Regions from separate parts of the Mus musculus genome. Here all the other regions are linked to region 1. The links are chromatin contacts, called in public Hi-C, HiChIP or PLAC-seq and Micro-C maps. All regions are on one chromosome and are shown on one strand. Each heading gives the region's core, a stretch centred on a gene start, on an enhancer-like site or on the middle of the called end of the contact. The rest is flanking DNA. Distances are from core to core; before and after follow the strand shown.

Region 1 (3,455 bases), core at 662-3,161:
TGTGTGTGTGTGTGTGTGTGTGTGTGTGTGTGTGTGATTTAGGAGAAAGTTCTAAACTGGAAATCAGGTTATCAGGAGGAGATGTGACTATAAGCATAGAAGTGTAAATTTAATTCATGAGGAAAGTGAAAGTGAGTGTACCCAGGAAAAGTGAGCCCAGCGTCACCGAACGATGACGGACTTCAATTGTCTCTGGCATCTCAGGAGCAAGTCAAGACACCCACGCCATGTAACGGCACGGGCATGTGTATACTGACACTGCTCTTGTTTTTAAAAACTTCAGAGTAGCAAACCAGGTTTTCCTTAGGCAGATTAGTCAAGCAAGATGCAAGAGGAACCTGAAAAATCCATTGCCCAATTGTTGTGGATCTTAATGGAAGCCCTGTAATTATAGCTATTTCTTGTCTATCGTTCTAAAATGTGGCAAAGCTACAGGCAGGCAGAAGAAAGGGGAGGGGATATCTCACCTAAACTAGGGTGTGCCAACTTCAGAGTCTTTTATTTCCCCATGAATGGCCGTGCTTACACAGGTGAACGCTACAGTGCAAGTCAATGGTCATGGGGTTAAAGTCTCAATTCCATCAGCTATCTCATCCTGCATCAACTAGCTGATTAAGTAACCCAAGTCACAGACATGCTTGGGCAGATACCATGCAGCCAACAACCTACAGAAACAGAGCCTTAAAATTAGTTTATGTCACCCTACAAAATGTTAGGTATCTCTTTGGGACCTATTTTCCCTGAGGTGTTAGCAGATCAACTCTGAGGTCTCCATTATTTTCAACACCTTGCTACCCAGGTTACAGGCTGAGTACATCCAGACAGACTTCAGGGGTGCCTGGTATTTTGGTTCTACCTCCTCCCTCAATATACCCCACAGACAGATAAGCTTATTTAAGTCTGGTAGACTTTTCAGTCAAGAATGTCATCATTCAAAAGGCAGGTAGACTAAGGTAAGTGTGTGTGTGTGTGTGTGTGTGTGTGTGTGTAAGCATGTGTGTGCATGTGCACGTGTGTTTGTGCGTGCGTTCGTGTGTGCATGCGCACGTGTGCTTTTTCTTTCAAGGTCTTAGCATATATTAGTGTGGTTGCTTTTATTCTTCTTAGCTACTATTGTTTGGAATCTGATTGCCAACTTGGATTTATTAATTTATTATTTAGTTTATTAATTTATTTAGTTATTTATTAATTTATTATCATTCCCTCCAGCTCCATCTATTATAAACCAAGCTCCCATATCCCAAACCATGTCCTTTGTCCATCCATCTAGCCATCCATCCATGTGCACATACGTTTGAGACAGGGTCTCACTGTGTTGTCCTGGCCGGCCCGAAACTCATAGGTCTGCCTGCCTCTTCCATACAGTGCTGGGTTGCCAGGCTATACATATACATCATATACAAATACGCATACATATACATTATATATGTCCAATTTATGGGCATAAAAGACCTCACTGGCACCGATATTAATTTTTTTTATGAAAGCCACTGTTTCATTCGCCAACAATATAATAATCGACACAGTTCTCTCGCTAGGAATTGAAAGGCCTTGGAACACTGCAACTACTTTAACTGTACTCTCTAAAGTTTCCCTTAAGTAACTGCAGCTCAGAGCACCAGCCGGCTCAGTCCTTCGCTGGCTCGCTCCTTCGCTGGCTCGCTCTTGCCCTCCCATTCCATCTGATCTATGGTTCTCAGGACATAGCGGAGACTGCTGGCTGCAGACGCTGGAAAATGTAACTCGGAATTTCCTACAATCTCAGCTCCACTTTCTCCCGGGCGCCGGCTCGGGGCTGGAGCCTTGTTATTGTCACGTGGCCGCGGGTGCCAGGCGGGCCAATGGGCGCGCGCCCGCCTTCTCGCCCCGCCTCGCCGTTCCGCCGCGCCGGGACATCGCGCCCCGCCGCCCGCCGCAGGCGGAAAAGTTTCTCGGCGTGCCATCCCGTTCTCGGACGCCGCTCGGGCTGCCTTCACCGTGGCTGCCGGTCCTCCGCTGCTGGCTCTCCCGCTGTGCAGGGGCATGCGAGGCCTTCAGTGCGGGGACTGAGCCACCAGGAGCACGAGGCGGCGATCGGCGTGTCCAGCCCGGTCTGGGAGTCGGTGCTTTTGGGGGTGCGCGAGGTTGTAGAGCTCCGGGCCGAACCGGAGGCGGCGGGGCGCGCGGCGATGGGTGCTCCCGGACTCCGAGCGGCCACCGCGGCGCTGGGACTGCTGCTGTGCGCGGGGCTGGGGCGCGCGGGCCCGGCGGGAAGCGGAGGCCACGGGGCTCCCGGGCAGCTCTTGGACGACGATGCGCAGCGCCCGTGTCCAGCCGCCTGCCACTGCCTCGGGGACCTGCTGGACTGCAGCCGGCGGCGGCTGGTTCGCCTTCCCGATCCTCTCCCGGCCTGGGTCACACGGCTGTGAGTATCAGTATCATTCCGGTGGGGTGAAGGAGACCGGCCCGCCAGGGGTGCGAGACCAGAAGAGTCCGCCTAGGCCCGGGGCTCAGAGCGCACTATACAGCGCCCAGGCCGCTACCGGAGCCCTGTGGGGGGACTCAGTCTCCCTCTGCATCCGCGCAGGTGGGTTCTTGAGTCGCCACTCCTAGGCCAGCAGACCCGACGCCTGCGATTGGGAGCCAGTCTGCGAGACACTGTATTTTGCAAGTTTTCTTCTGAGTTTATGTAGGAAACTGGCCCAACTGTAGCTTCTCAGGGGTTAGTTAGGGTCCCTAGACGGTCACTGCAGGCGCGCCTTTCTCTTATAACCCCCCTTGCTCAAGCAAAGCCGCACAGACTTTTTCTCTCCGCAGTGCTTAATTTCACATTAGCAGACCATCAGCCTCGCTCCCGGGCCACTTTGAAATGCGTCTGCGTCTTGGTTACTGTGAGAAGTTGGGTGCGAAGACTGATCGGGTAGATTAAGCAAAGGAAGTAGGTTTTCACAACCGAGATCTGGGCAAGTTTAGAGCCTGCGCTGAGTGCTGTTTGGCGGATTTTAGCTGGGAAGCCAGAAACCCCGAAGTCACTGCCAACTGTGTGGATAGAACACGGAAGAAAATATAATTTACTTGGAAATGCGAGTCCTTACAAATGTCAGCTCTCTTTATTCTCTCCCAACCCCTAATTTTGTTAAAATTGGAGGGGGCGTTTAAGCCATAAGCAAAAAAGCAAAAGTTGCACTTAAAAAAAAAAGAAGTTGTCCCGTTTAAAAGAAATCAAATCACTTCATACTTAAAGATTCTGAAATTTAGGCCTAGCAGACATTCTCAGCTCTTAAACACTCGTAGGTCCTGACAATATTGGCCAGGCGGCTTAAGAAATCGTGGTTTTGATCCAGTGTCCCAACCTACATTGTTTCATCAGTTATAAGCTGTTGACCATCAAACAACACGCTCTCTTAAAAGGGAGTTTAATAAGGAAATAGAATTAACGAGAATTGGATTGATATTTAATGGCTGATTATGGAATG
Region 2 (3,455 bases), core at 478-2,977, 240 kb before region 1:
GCAAGGTAGGGACTGAGGGATGTAGGGAGAACCTGGAGGCCAGGTCCGCTTTAATATGTAAAATATGCACCTCAGTCCCTTGTTTTGGGGGTCTGGAACCAAACACACAGTTTAATACACATACATCAAAATAAAACATACATGACATATGGGTTGTGAAAAACATCAATATTGCTAATCAACAGGGAGATGCAAATCAGAGCTACAGAGTATTACTCCAATAAGAATTATTGATATCAATGTAACAAGAGACCAAGAAATGCTGGTCAAGATGGGAAGGAAAGGAACCCTGGTGCACCATTGCTAGAAATATAACCTAATACACCCATTATGGAAAATAGTATTGGGGTTCCATAAAATAAAACTACTGTATGATCCACCCATCTCACTACTGGGTATCCAAAGGGAATTTAGTGGGCACATTGAAGAGACATCTGCACTCTCATGTTCACTGAAATGCTGGGATGGTTTGTATGTGCTTGGCCCAGGGAGTGGCACTATTTGGAGGTGTGGCCCCATTGGAGTAGGTGTAACACTATGGGTGTGGGCTTTAATACCCTTGTCTTGGCTGACTGGAAGTCAGTATACTGCTAGCAGCCTTCAGATGAAGATGTCAAACTCTCAGCTCCTCCTGCACCATGCCTGCCTGGATGCTGCCTTGCTCCTGCCCTGATGATAGTGGACTGAACTTCTGAACCTGTAAACACCATCCCCAATTAAATGTTGTCCTTATAAGAATTACCTTGGTCATGGTGTCTGTTCACAGCAGTAAAACCCTAACTAAGACAAATGCTATCCATGGGAGCCAAGCTGAAGAAACTCTCTAAGTTTCTCATGGTTGATGGATGGATACAGTGAATATTAAAGTGGATTACTTACTATTCTGTCACTCACAATACAATGTGATCATTCAAAAATATAAATAAATAAATAAATAAGCACAGATGAAAAACCAGAGATTGTAATGTTAAATGAGATAAGCCAACAACAGAAAGCCAACTGCCTCGAGAGTTCATTCATAAATGGAATCTGTATGAGATATAGAAAATAAGGGTAAGGTGTTTGGAGCGAGTGGAAAGGGTGGGTTAAGAAATGTTGGCTAACAGGCAGTAATGTACAGTTATGGAGAAGGAAAATCTGGCCCGCCGCTGCCCAGTGGGGTCACTGGATGACAACAGCACTGTGTGTTTTAAAAAGCTCCAAGGAACGATCCTGTCTGTTCTCATGATAAGCAAATTATACGTGTGTGAGGAATTAGATGCGTCTGGATTTCGTATTATGTGATATGTGTACATACAACAGTGTAAGATGGTGCTCCGTCAACATGTACAATTGTATGTTGTAATGTATCCCCTAAGGAATTTTGGAAGTGGCCATTTAATTTATTTAATTCAGTAAAACATGATGCTGTTCTGGGACACGCAGCTCCGTGGCTAAGCACATCTTAGTTTGCAAAGGGCGATGGGATCCATCCTCCACCCATAAAAACGTACACGTAAGCCCAACTATATGTGCTATCTTGCATGATAGCAGATTGATTTAACTCAATAATAATTCGATTCGCCTACCTATAAGTAAACGTTAAGACACAGTCATTGCAAGTTGCAATGTTCGTGTGTGGTTTTTTTTTTTTTTTTTTTTTTTTTTGTACTGACCACTAGAGGGCAAGACAATCTAGCAGATTCGAGTAAGCCTAATTTTACCCTACAGAGGGCGGTACCCACCACGCTGGGCAAACGCGCCCACGTGCTCCACCAGGTCCCAGCCACTCACATCTGCCTTCTCCTTGAGGGTGATTGAAGAGCGGAAGAAAAGGCTACGGTCCTCTCAAGTAAACAATTTGTTGGCTGGCTCTTCTAAAGTTATTAGGGAAGTAGGTTCAGTTAAACAATTTTATTTTTCTAGATTTAAGTAGTTTAAGTCTGAAGTGAGAAGGAGGGAAGTCTCGAGTTTGAAGATAAATCTTCACAAAAGGGGAACCAGGAAACATGTGAAAATCATCTCCAATCAAAGGGACCCAGGGTTCCGCCTTGCCTGTTCTATAAACACACAGCATGGGTTTATCCTACAAGTCAAAGTCTTGAATTAGCAACATAAATAACCCTCCAGGGAAACAAAGGAAGGCTATGGGGGAGGGGCGGGCAGAGGGAAATCTCGAGTCTCAGACCCAGCATCTGGGACAAGGCCCAGCGTCCCTTCTGCTCAGCCTCAGTGGCCTGAACTGACAAGAGTGGGTGTCAAGTGCGGCTGCTCCTGACTTTCTCACACTGACTTAGCCCTGCCTCAACAGATGCAAAGCTCCTCTCTCTCCCTCTATAGGGGAGAATCTCTTCTACCCAAAGTTGGGATGGGAAGTGCGCATGCGCACAGCCACACAGGCGCCATTCTGTACAATCCTCTAACTTTAAAAGTGAGCCAAGTAAGAGATGATATTTCGCTGGCTCTTTAAAAATCTGTATTTTCTTTTCTTTTCTTTTCTTTTCTTTTCTTTTCTTTTCTTTTCTTTTCTTTTCTTTTTTCTTTTCTTTTCTTTCTCTCTCTCTCTCTCTCTCTCTCTCTCTCTCTCTCTCTCTCTCTCTCTCGCTCTCTCCCTCTCTCTCTCTCTCTCTCCCTAGCTCTCTCTCTCTCCCCCTTCCTTCCTTCCTTCCTTCCTTCCTTCCTTCCTTCCTTCCTTCCTTCCTTTCTTTCTCTCTCTCTTTTTTTCTTTTTGTTATTTGTATGCATCTCTACAACTAGTATTTTGAAGATAAATTTTTGACCCTTTCTTGAAAGAAATCAACAAACGGGGGGGAAAAATAAAAACTTCTGTTAAATTTTCTCTTTTAAGAAAGAAAACCAGGGCTGGACTAACAGGAGCGTGCTACGCTAATCTTTGGTGCCGTGGCACAAGGGAGTAAACTTGAGACTAGACAAGCAGAAATGTCTCTGACCCTTCTCTCATCAGCTGAGGGCTGCCCTGTCTGGATCTAGGGACAGGAAGGACTGTGGCCAGCAGCCAGAGATGCCTGAGCTGAGGCCCCGCGAGTTCCCCCAGCTTTGTAAACTGTTTTTTTGTTTTGTTTTGTTTTGTTTTGTTTTGTTTTATTGCACACTCGATCTAGCAAATGTTTCCTTGATTCTCCACTCGTCATCAAGTCTGCCATCAAACATGTAAGCTGATCTCTTCCTTGGGGTCACCTAAAAACAATATGAAGTAAGTTTATGTATGATGTCTGCTTAAGCTGTCTGCTCACAGCAGTCCCAGGTTCTGAACCTCATAGAGACAAAGGGAAAAGAAATTCTTCTCCTACGGAATGGAAAGGGGCCGATTTGGGGATACTTGACAGGGGTTCTTTTGACACTGTTTTTGTTTTGGATTTTGTTTTCCTCACAAAGTTTTTTTGTTTTTCGTTGTTTTTTTGTTTTTGTTTGTTTGTTTTGTTTTCCTTAGCGAATATTTGTCTTTAGTGTTGAGA
Region 3 (3,455 bases), core at 430-2,929, 180 kb after region 1:
AGTCTGAACTTGAGGCAACAGTCTGTCTTGACCACCCACTTCTGCAGTAACAGCTATGCTATCCCAGCCTACCCTAAGCACAGCGTGATCCTTTAGAATCTATTTTTTTCTTCATGTACCAAGCATTCATTCTGTTTACTAAGGTTTGAAAATAAAATCTAAAAATTCATTGAACCTCAGTTTAAAACATGGCCATTAAGGCAACGGCAGCAGAAATCTTCAAAGTATATTCCCGAGGAACAATCTCTACTTTCGCACTTAGCTACCTCACTATTCTAGGCTGGACATTCATTTCTGTCATGATAGAAGGGAGAAGACATAAGCAATGCCCTACTCTACACGTTCTTGCCTGTGTTTCTGGGAAACAGAAATCCCAGCATCCCAGCATCACTCAGGATGGGATATTCAATGCCAGATGTGTTTCAGGTTTGTTGTATGTCAAAGATTCCATGACAATACAATTTATCTCCTGGCACAGAGGACCTTGGGGAAAGAAATGAAAACTCTGGTGTATCTGGCAGACCAGGAACTTTCTAGACTCTATCCAAAGTCCCCTGAGTCAGAAACTGTGGTGGGTGTCCTGGGAACGGAGCCATGTAAACTTTTGTGGGTTAGAGACTGCGCCTTGCTGTCATTTTTATTCCCGGTGCTAAGCACAAATCTTGGGACAGAGCAGACATTCAATACCGATTTGCTAAATTCAATCATTCCACAAATATTTGAGTTCCTTCTACGGGCCAGATGTTGTTCCAGGCACTTGTATCCAAGAACAAAAACGGGCAAAAGTTCTGATTTTTCGGAACGTGGAAGCGGAAGGGAGAGCAATTAAACTGTAACAACGGGGCAAACTAAACAGCAAGGTAAGAGCTCAACAGCTGCAGGGGGAGAAGCTGTGAGGGATGAAGGTGAGGGGAGCCACGTGCAGCAGGAGCCCTCATGCAGCAGCTTTGTTAATTCAGTTCCAGGGTAGGTTTCCCCTGAAAAGGTAGCTTTTGAAAAGTGAGGAAAACAGACTACAGGATATCTAGCAACAAACTTCAGACTACTCGGGCAAAAGAGGGTTGTGCCTGGCACATCTGACTATACAAAAGACTCTCCCAAGCCTGGGCCAGAGAACAAGCCAATATTGTGGAACTCTGCCCTCTGGGAGTGAGGTGGCCACGGCCCTCTAAAAATCCTACAAATCGGTGTATTCGGGGTTACCCTACAAACCCTCAGGAGACCAGCACCATTGGTGTCCCCTCACAGAAGGAAAGGAGAGGGCTCAACCAAACCCTCAACTGAGAGTCCGGGGCACTTCTCCTCTCTCTGGCTCCCTGCACAAGTGGTGCTTGGTCTAAGGCTTCTAGAGGACTTAGGGTATAGACTGATGTCGGGGCTCCATCTTTGGTACTGTGGGGGGCACCAAACGCTGGCGCGATGGTTGTGCTTTTTGGTTATGCCTGGGACTGAGTCACTTGTGCTCCTAATTCGTTGATTTACCAAGCTGGGACTTTATATTTCTTCCCATCTCCCCGGGAAAAGAAAAGGGAGCAGGGTAAAAGCTCTAAGTCAGCTCTGCAAGCCAAGAATTCCTTCCTTTTATTGTGCATCGTCTCAAGCTCCAGGGAACATCAGAAAAATCAGTTCTGTGAATACAAGACCCAGAAACAACTGGATCCGTAGGACAGCTGCCCTCGCGTTCACTCTCTCCAGTTTTAAAGCGGCTTCGCAATGCACAGGGTTCAGCACATCGGCGTGCTCTGTGATTCCAGCACAAATTCTTCCTCTGGGATGAGCTATTAATCTGCAGGAGACTCGGCCGTGTCCGGGAATATCACTCAGTGTGATCAGTTTATATAAATTCCTCTAGCTGTACAAAAGCTGGTGCCAAACAATCAAATAAGCCAAAACACTAGAAGAACGAAAGCAAAACCACATACAAAAATATCAAATATAATAACTGCAAAGAGTCAGAGTTTGAGAACATGGTTAACAGACAGGCAGAAAGTAAGCACGGTTGATGTTTTTTAGGCTGTCCCCTCCAGCCCCCTGGGAAATCATTTCAGACTATTTCAGAACCTATACATATTTTCACACTATGTGCAGTTGTGAATTTTTATAGTTTGTGGTACTATAATTGCGTTAGAATTACTGAAGTTGCACCTGAACTGTGGTATATTCATAAGAATCACCTTTTGATATTTGGCACTAGCTTATTGAAGGAACTCAGCTACATTTTTTTTTTAATTCTCTGAGCTTCAATTTTTGAGGATACAGTTCAAAAGTAGTTTGGACTATTTTGCAAACATAATCACTCGTGTTTATTTCACTTACACCAGTCTCTCCGCGGTCTTCACTTTGTTCTCTGTCCATGAGCAGTATCCTCCAGTATTTAAATAACCTTATTTAAATATTTACACAGCCTGCATCCTCATAAAATAATTTCTTGATGGTACTGAGCCAAGGAAGTGTACCAGTTTGACCAACTGTAAAGCCATCTACATCATTATAATATGTATAAAATGATCGTAAATATGTAACCGTGAAACCTGTTGTCCTGCATTAATTATCCTACACATTATTAATCTCATTGCACTATGTTAATACAATAAATATTATATAACAGTGAGTACATACACCTTGTGTATTTGAAGCTTACGTGTTGTCAGAATTACTGGTAATTCTGGAAAAACGTACCACCCAAACTCCACATTCATAATAAGAACGCATCTTGTTTCTTTTATGTGTTTTGGATTTCGGCTACCGGCCCTGAGAACTTCCTAAATGAGAGGTAGGAACTCTGGCAGAGGGAGCAGACACAGGGAGTCTCCGCAGTCTGGAGCTGGCCGCACAACCTGTGGAGTCAGAGTTTCCTGAGCATGCGCAGTTCATCAGCTGTGCCTGGCGAAGCTCCTGTGTGATACACCAGCTTTTAACTTACAAACACTATGAGGTCAGAGAAGACTGTGGACAAAAACAAAGAATCTTAATAACGACATTTTAAAATGCTAGTTTTAAAGGTGACCTTTTAAAATGAAACTGATTTATTTATATCCGACAGATTGGTCGATCTCATAGAAATCAAGGTTTTAGAAGACAGACTGCAGGCTGCTGGTTTGAAACTTAGGCTGTTGGTGGTGGGGATGCGGTGCATGGCTGCTAGAGCAGCAGAGAAATTTTCTTTGAGGGTGTAGTCAATGTTGCAGGCTGCTCCACTAAATAACGCCATCCGTGTTCATGAAAGCAACCCTAATTAAACTCAGTGGATCACAAACAAGCAGAACAAACAGATAAACACACGTGAAAATTGGAGTGGAGTTTGTCACGGAGAAAGATGGATGAGAAGGGGCCATGAGGTGAAATGACTGACTGGCGGTATTATATACACAAGTGCGATTTTCAAAGAATAATCAGTTTTTAAATAATGACAGCAGATCCAGGAGACAATGTTTTCTTTCTTAGGGGCTGCTCTT
Region 4 (3,455 bases), core at 469-2,968, 160 kb before region 1:
TATCTAAAGGTGTCAAGGATACTACAAGGAACCTTACAGAATCAATGAACCTGGGACATAGCTGCTCACAGAGACTGAACCACCAACCAGAAGCATGCATGGGATACATCTAGGCCCCCAACACATATGTAACAGATATGTGGCTTGGTCTTCATATAGTACCCCTGAAAATTGGAGCAGGGGCTGTTGTCTCTGACTCTGTTGCCTGTCTTTGGACCCCTTTCCCCTAACTGGGCTGCCTTGTCTAAGCTCAATAGGAGAAGGTGCACCCAGTCCTATTGCAGCTTGATATCAGGCAGACTGATATCCAGGGGAGGCCTCCCCTTCTCTGAAGACAAAGGGGAGGGGAGGGGAGAGAGAGGGAGTAGGAAGGTAGGAGAGAGAGGAAGATGTAGTCAGGATGTAAAGTAAATAATTAATAAAAATATAAAAATAAAACACAATTTGAGAAAAACAAAACAACAACAACAACAAAAAAATCCCAACCATACTTTTGAATGCAATCCATACTATCTGAGGCCATGCCAAGAACTGACCTCAGGGCTGCAACTCTTTTCCATAGAAGTCAAGCCTGTGATGAAGCTAATGTCTGGGACATTGCCATTCAGTTTTTAAGAGCACAGACATGAGAGGAAGCATCTGACACTATCTAGGATTTGGTCCATATTTTATTCCTCTGTTTACCGGCGTGTGAGTGCTAAGTTAGTAGAAAATAGTCCTGGGAAAAGATGGGCAATTGTTGTTAGGGTCTGGGATGGCAAATGTAATTCGTGCTAGAATTCATCACTTCCAGTGTAACAAAGCTGTAACAGTGAAGCATCCATCGATGCTACAATTTTTCACTTGGGTGTAACAAAGCTGTAACAATGAAGCATGCGAGCATGAGCCAAGTAGAAGTCAGATTTCGTCTCAAATCCTCCCCATAGCACCAGCGGTGTGGACACTGCTGGGGAGGGGGGCTCCCTCTTGTTGAATATTTGCATGGCATGGGGCTAAGACCTCTCTCTCCATCTGTTTTATACCTCAACAGAGCTACCGTGAAAAGTGTATAATCTCTCCTTGCAGTTGAGTATGAAAAGACTTAGGCAATGCTCTCCAAATATTACTTGTGGCAATCAAAAGCAATCACTGCATTCAGGGGTTGGTACTCTGACTGCTGAGCTATGCGCTCTCTGACAGTAGCCATAGGACTCCCTGCATACATGGGACACAAGATAAGATTCCGTGTAGATTGTCCCTTGAGCATCTGCTAATCAGTTCTTTCTACAATTAAAAGCATCATGCGTGCATTTGCACGCGCTCAGTTTTCTGTCTGAATACGTTTGAGTATTGTTCCAGACGTGGTTAGGGTACGTCTCTTCAGAACCCTTGCTATAATTATAAAATTATCTGCCATACTTACAAAGAAATGCTTCCAAGTCACTCTCCACATTGCATTGCCTTCTCCCCTCTTCCAAGTCAGCTCACCTTTGGGTCCACCCTCATAACTGTGTCATTAGCAGTAACGGTGATTGATCTATTCCTTCTCGAGGCCTCTGGCCATCTGTGCAAGCAAAACTTCCAGCCCAGACATTTTTAAACATTAAACCTATACTGGAACTCTGTTCAATAGATCTTTCACAAATCCCCAGCCCCCAGCCCCAGAGAGTAAGAAAAGTCAGGTCATGAGCAGGAAGTAATGGAGACAAGGCAGTTTCTGAGCTGAGAGTGCCTTGGTTTATTGTTGTCATGACTACAGAGTTCCACATGCCTAAAGTCACTGGTTTCTGAGAAGAATGATGCAGTGTCTAGCCTTACAGCTGGACATATAAACCAAATTAGTCTGCCATGCCTCTACCTGCTTTGTGGTTATTAGTGAGAAGAGCAATATATCACACGATTGCTCATGCGACAGCTAAACCGTGCACACATGGCTTTCTCGTATCTGTAACTCATTTTTTTTCCCGGCTCCCAAGAATAATAGGTTGAAATCTCAGAGACAGGGTTGGTCCAAAGTAATTTTGACAGAGACTTCAAATTCTTGAATTAAAGATCAACCAGAAAGCAATCTATGGTAGTTCTATGTAGTTAATGCTGCCTATCTGTGTTTTAAGTCACAGGGAAGAGAGAGGTTTTTTTTTTTTTTCTTTTTTTTGGATTCCGTGCAAAACAGTTCAAAACTTCATTGATTTGTGAAAGAAATGATTTCTTTTTAAATTAAATTAAAGAAAGTGCTTCGGAGAGTAGAGGCCTGGCTTGCCTGCTCCAGATGTGAAATGAGGGTCTTGAGGAGGAGTCTGGTCCTTGCTCTCCAAATGATTAATTGAATGACCCAGGGGAAGTAATTTAACCCAGCCATGTAAAAAGAAAATACTCATTTACCCAGCAGAACAGAGCAGCTAAGTCGAACCCACACCTGCAGCAATGACCTCACTGTCTCCCCACAAGTGCTGCTATGACCCAGACCTCCCTGCCTCTGGCTCCTTCTGTCCCTTCTCAGCCCTGCCTCCTGCTTTAAACTCTCATCAAACTCATAAAGATTTTGGGTCCCTCGTTTTCTTCCCCCCATGCTGTTCTTCATTTGCAGCATGTACCAAAAAAAAAAAAAAGTTCAAAACCATGACATCATTCACTCTGCCTTTCGAAGCTCATGACCATAATCTATCGTTGCGTCTTTTCAGGATGCTCCTTATTTCCATGCTGGCCACATAGCTGGCTAGATCCTGCTTCTCTGGTGCCTGACTTGGACCTGGCCTTACTAGCAGACATCTGTCATCTTAAAAGGCCATACATATGCTTTCTTTGACAACACTCAGTTTTAATCTTGTCTGCTCATTGAACGGGCTTATGTAGCCAGCCTATGTTAGAAGGAATACATCTGGGGTGTTACCCCATCCCTCTGTTTACACATTACTTCCATCTTCTTAGATGGTGTCCCTTCAATGAACAAAGGGTGGTTAGACAGAGGCAAGCCCTTTTTAAGCAGGGTTTCGTGAAGCCGTAGCGATGGGGAAGAGCTACCCACACTATTTTTGATGTTCATTTCTCATCCTTCCAGGGAATGTTCATATTCTCAAGGGAACCTTCAGCTTGCTCTAAAGGACTGAACTTGGGGATACTGTGTTGGTGGTAGTTAGTGGCAAAGTCACTTGGAGCCTCTGGGGTTGGCTTTTAAGAAACTGTATTTGGTTAAATACGGGAGTGTCTGAATCCAGGTGAAGTAGAATTATCTGCAACTGAGAAGGTGTAAGATAAAACACGGCTCTGCCAGTGAGTTACATGAATTCAGCTAAAACAAATGTTCAAACTGTATCTCATGATTCACTCTGTAAAGTCTCCAATATTTTAGATTCCTTCCCCTTGGCCAACGGGTGTGGAAAACACCAGACTCTTGGAAGATCTCTGTCAATATCAAGAATATTTTGCTAGATTTGTATTCATATCCAAAACTTCTTAATAAAACACACCATGACTCA

What was found. A called contact is a pair of places that touch in the nucleus more often than the background predicts. HiChIP or PLAC-seq counts read pairs in DNA pulled down with a chosen protein or histone mark.
Region 2: a contact with region 1 is called in a Hi-C map of uterus, with 4 times the contacts expected there. The contact joins the enhancer-like site here to the promoter of Lrig3 in region 1. A contact is called at or near these places in 3 of 39 promoter capture datasets (the 3T3-L1 cell line, cancer-associated fibroblasts and hippocampal neurons), 5 of 484 Hi-C or Micro-C datasets (the MC3T3-E1 cell line, embryonic fibroblasts, palatal mesenchyme and 1 more) and 5 of 115 datasets of contacts at active chromatin or transcription factors (astrocytes, embryonic limb bud, forebrain and 1 more).
Region 3: a Micro-C map of the MC3T3-E1 cell line shows a contact between it and region 1, with 5 times the contacts expected there. The contact joins the enhancer-like site here to the promoter of Lrig3 in region 1. A contact is called at or near these places in 1 of 39 promoter capture datasets (the 3T3-L1 cell line), 2 of 484 Hi-C or Micro-C datasets (the MC3T3-E1 cell line and adipose-derived mesenchymal stem cells), 1 of 115 datasets of contacts at active chromatin or transcription factors (embryonic limb bud) and 1 of 9 other capture datasets (adipose tissue).
Region 4: a contact with region 1 is called in an H3K4me3 HiChIP or PLAC-seq map of embryonic limb bud, with 5 times the contacts expected there. The contact joins the enhancer-like site here to the promoter of Lrig3 in region 1. A contact is called at or near these places in 5 of 39 promoter capture datasets (the 3T3-L1 cell line, 3T3-L1-derived adipocytes, liver and 2 more), 1 of 15 datasets of contacts at CTCF or cohesin (the NIH/3T3 cell line), 4 of 484 Hi-C or Micro-C datasets (embryonic fibroblasts, epidermal suprabasal cells, nephron progenitors and 1 more), 14 of 115 datasets of contacts at active chromatin or transcription factors (craniofacial prominence, embryonic hindbrain, embryonic limb bud and 6 more) and 4 of 9 other capture datasets (embryonic stem cells, embryonic tail, embryonic trunk and 1 more).

The regions. Positions count from the first base shown.
Region 1 is chr10:125,964,308-125,967,762 of GRCm38.p6, forward strand. Lrig3 (leucine-rich repeats and immunoglobulin-like domains 3) reads left to right here and starts at 1,912. Exons shown (of 19, transcript NM_177152.5): 1 at 1,912-2,404. The coding sequence starts at 2,169.
Region 2 is chr10:125,723,779-125,727,233 of GRCm38.p6, forward strand. No RefSeq gene overlaps it. Among named protein-coding and RNA genes, the nearest start is that of Gm36884, 19 kb to the right of the region's middle. Within about 2 kb of position 1,728, at least 27 of the 459 cell types and tissues checked have an H3K27ac peak or open chromatin away from gene starts, as enhancers often do. A contact at or near this core is called in uterus, where this site is marked.
Region 3 is chr10:126,141,187-126,144,641 of GRCm38.p6, forward strand. No RefSeq gene overlaps it. Among named protein-coding and RNA genes, the nearest start is that of Gm30041, 49 kb to the left of the region's middle. Within about 2 kb of position 1,680, at least 32 of the 459 cell types and tissues checked have an H3K27ac peak or open chromatin away from gene starts, as enhancers often do. A contact at or near this core is called in the MC3T3-E1 cell line, where this site is marked.
Region 4 is chr10:125,808,428-125,811,882 of GRCm38.p6, forward strand. No RefSeq gene overlaps it. Among named protein-coding and RNA genes, the nearest start is that of Gm29862, 36 kb to the left of the region's middle. Within about 2 kb of position 1,719, at least 28 of the 459 cell types and tissues checked have an H3K27ac peak or open chromatin away from gene starts, as enhancers often do. A contact at or near this core is called in craniofacial prominence, embryonic limb bud, neural tube and 1 more, where this site is marked.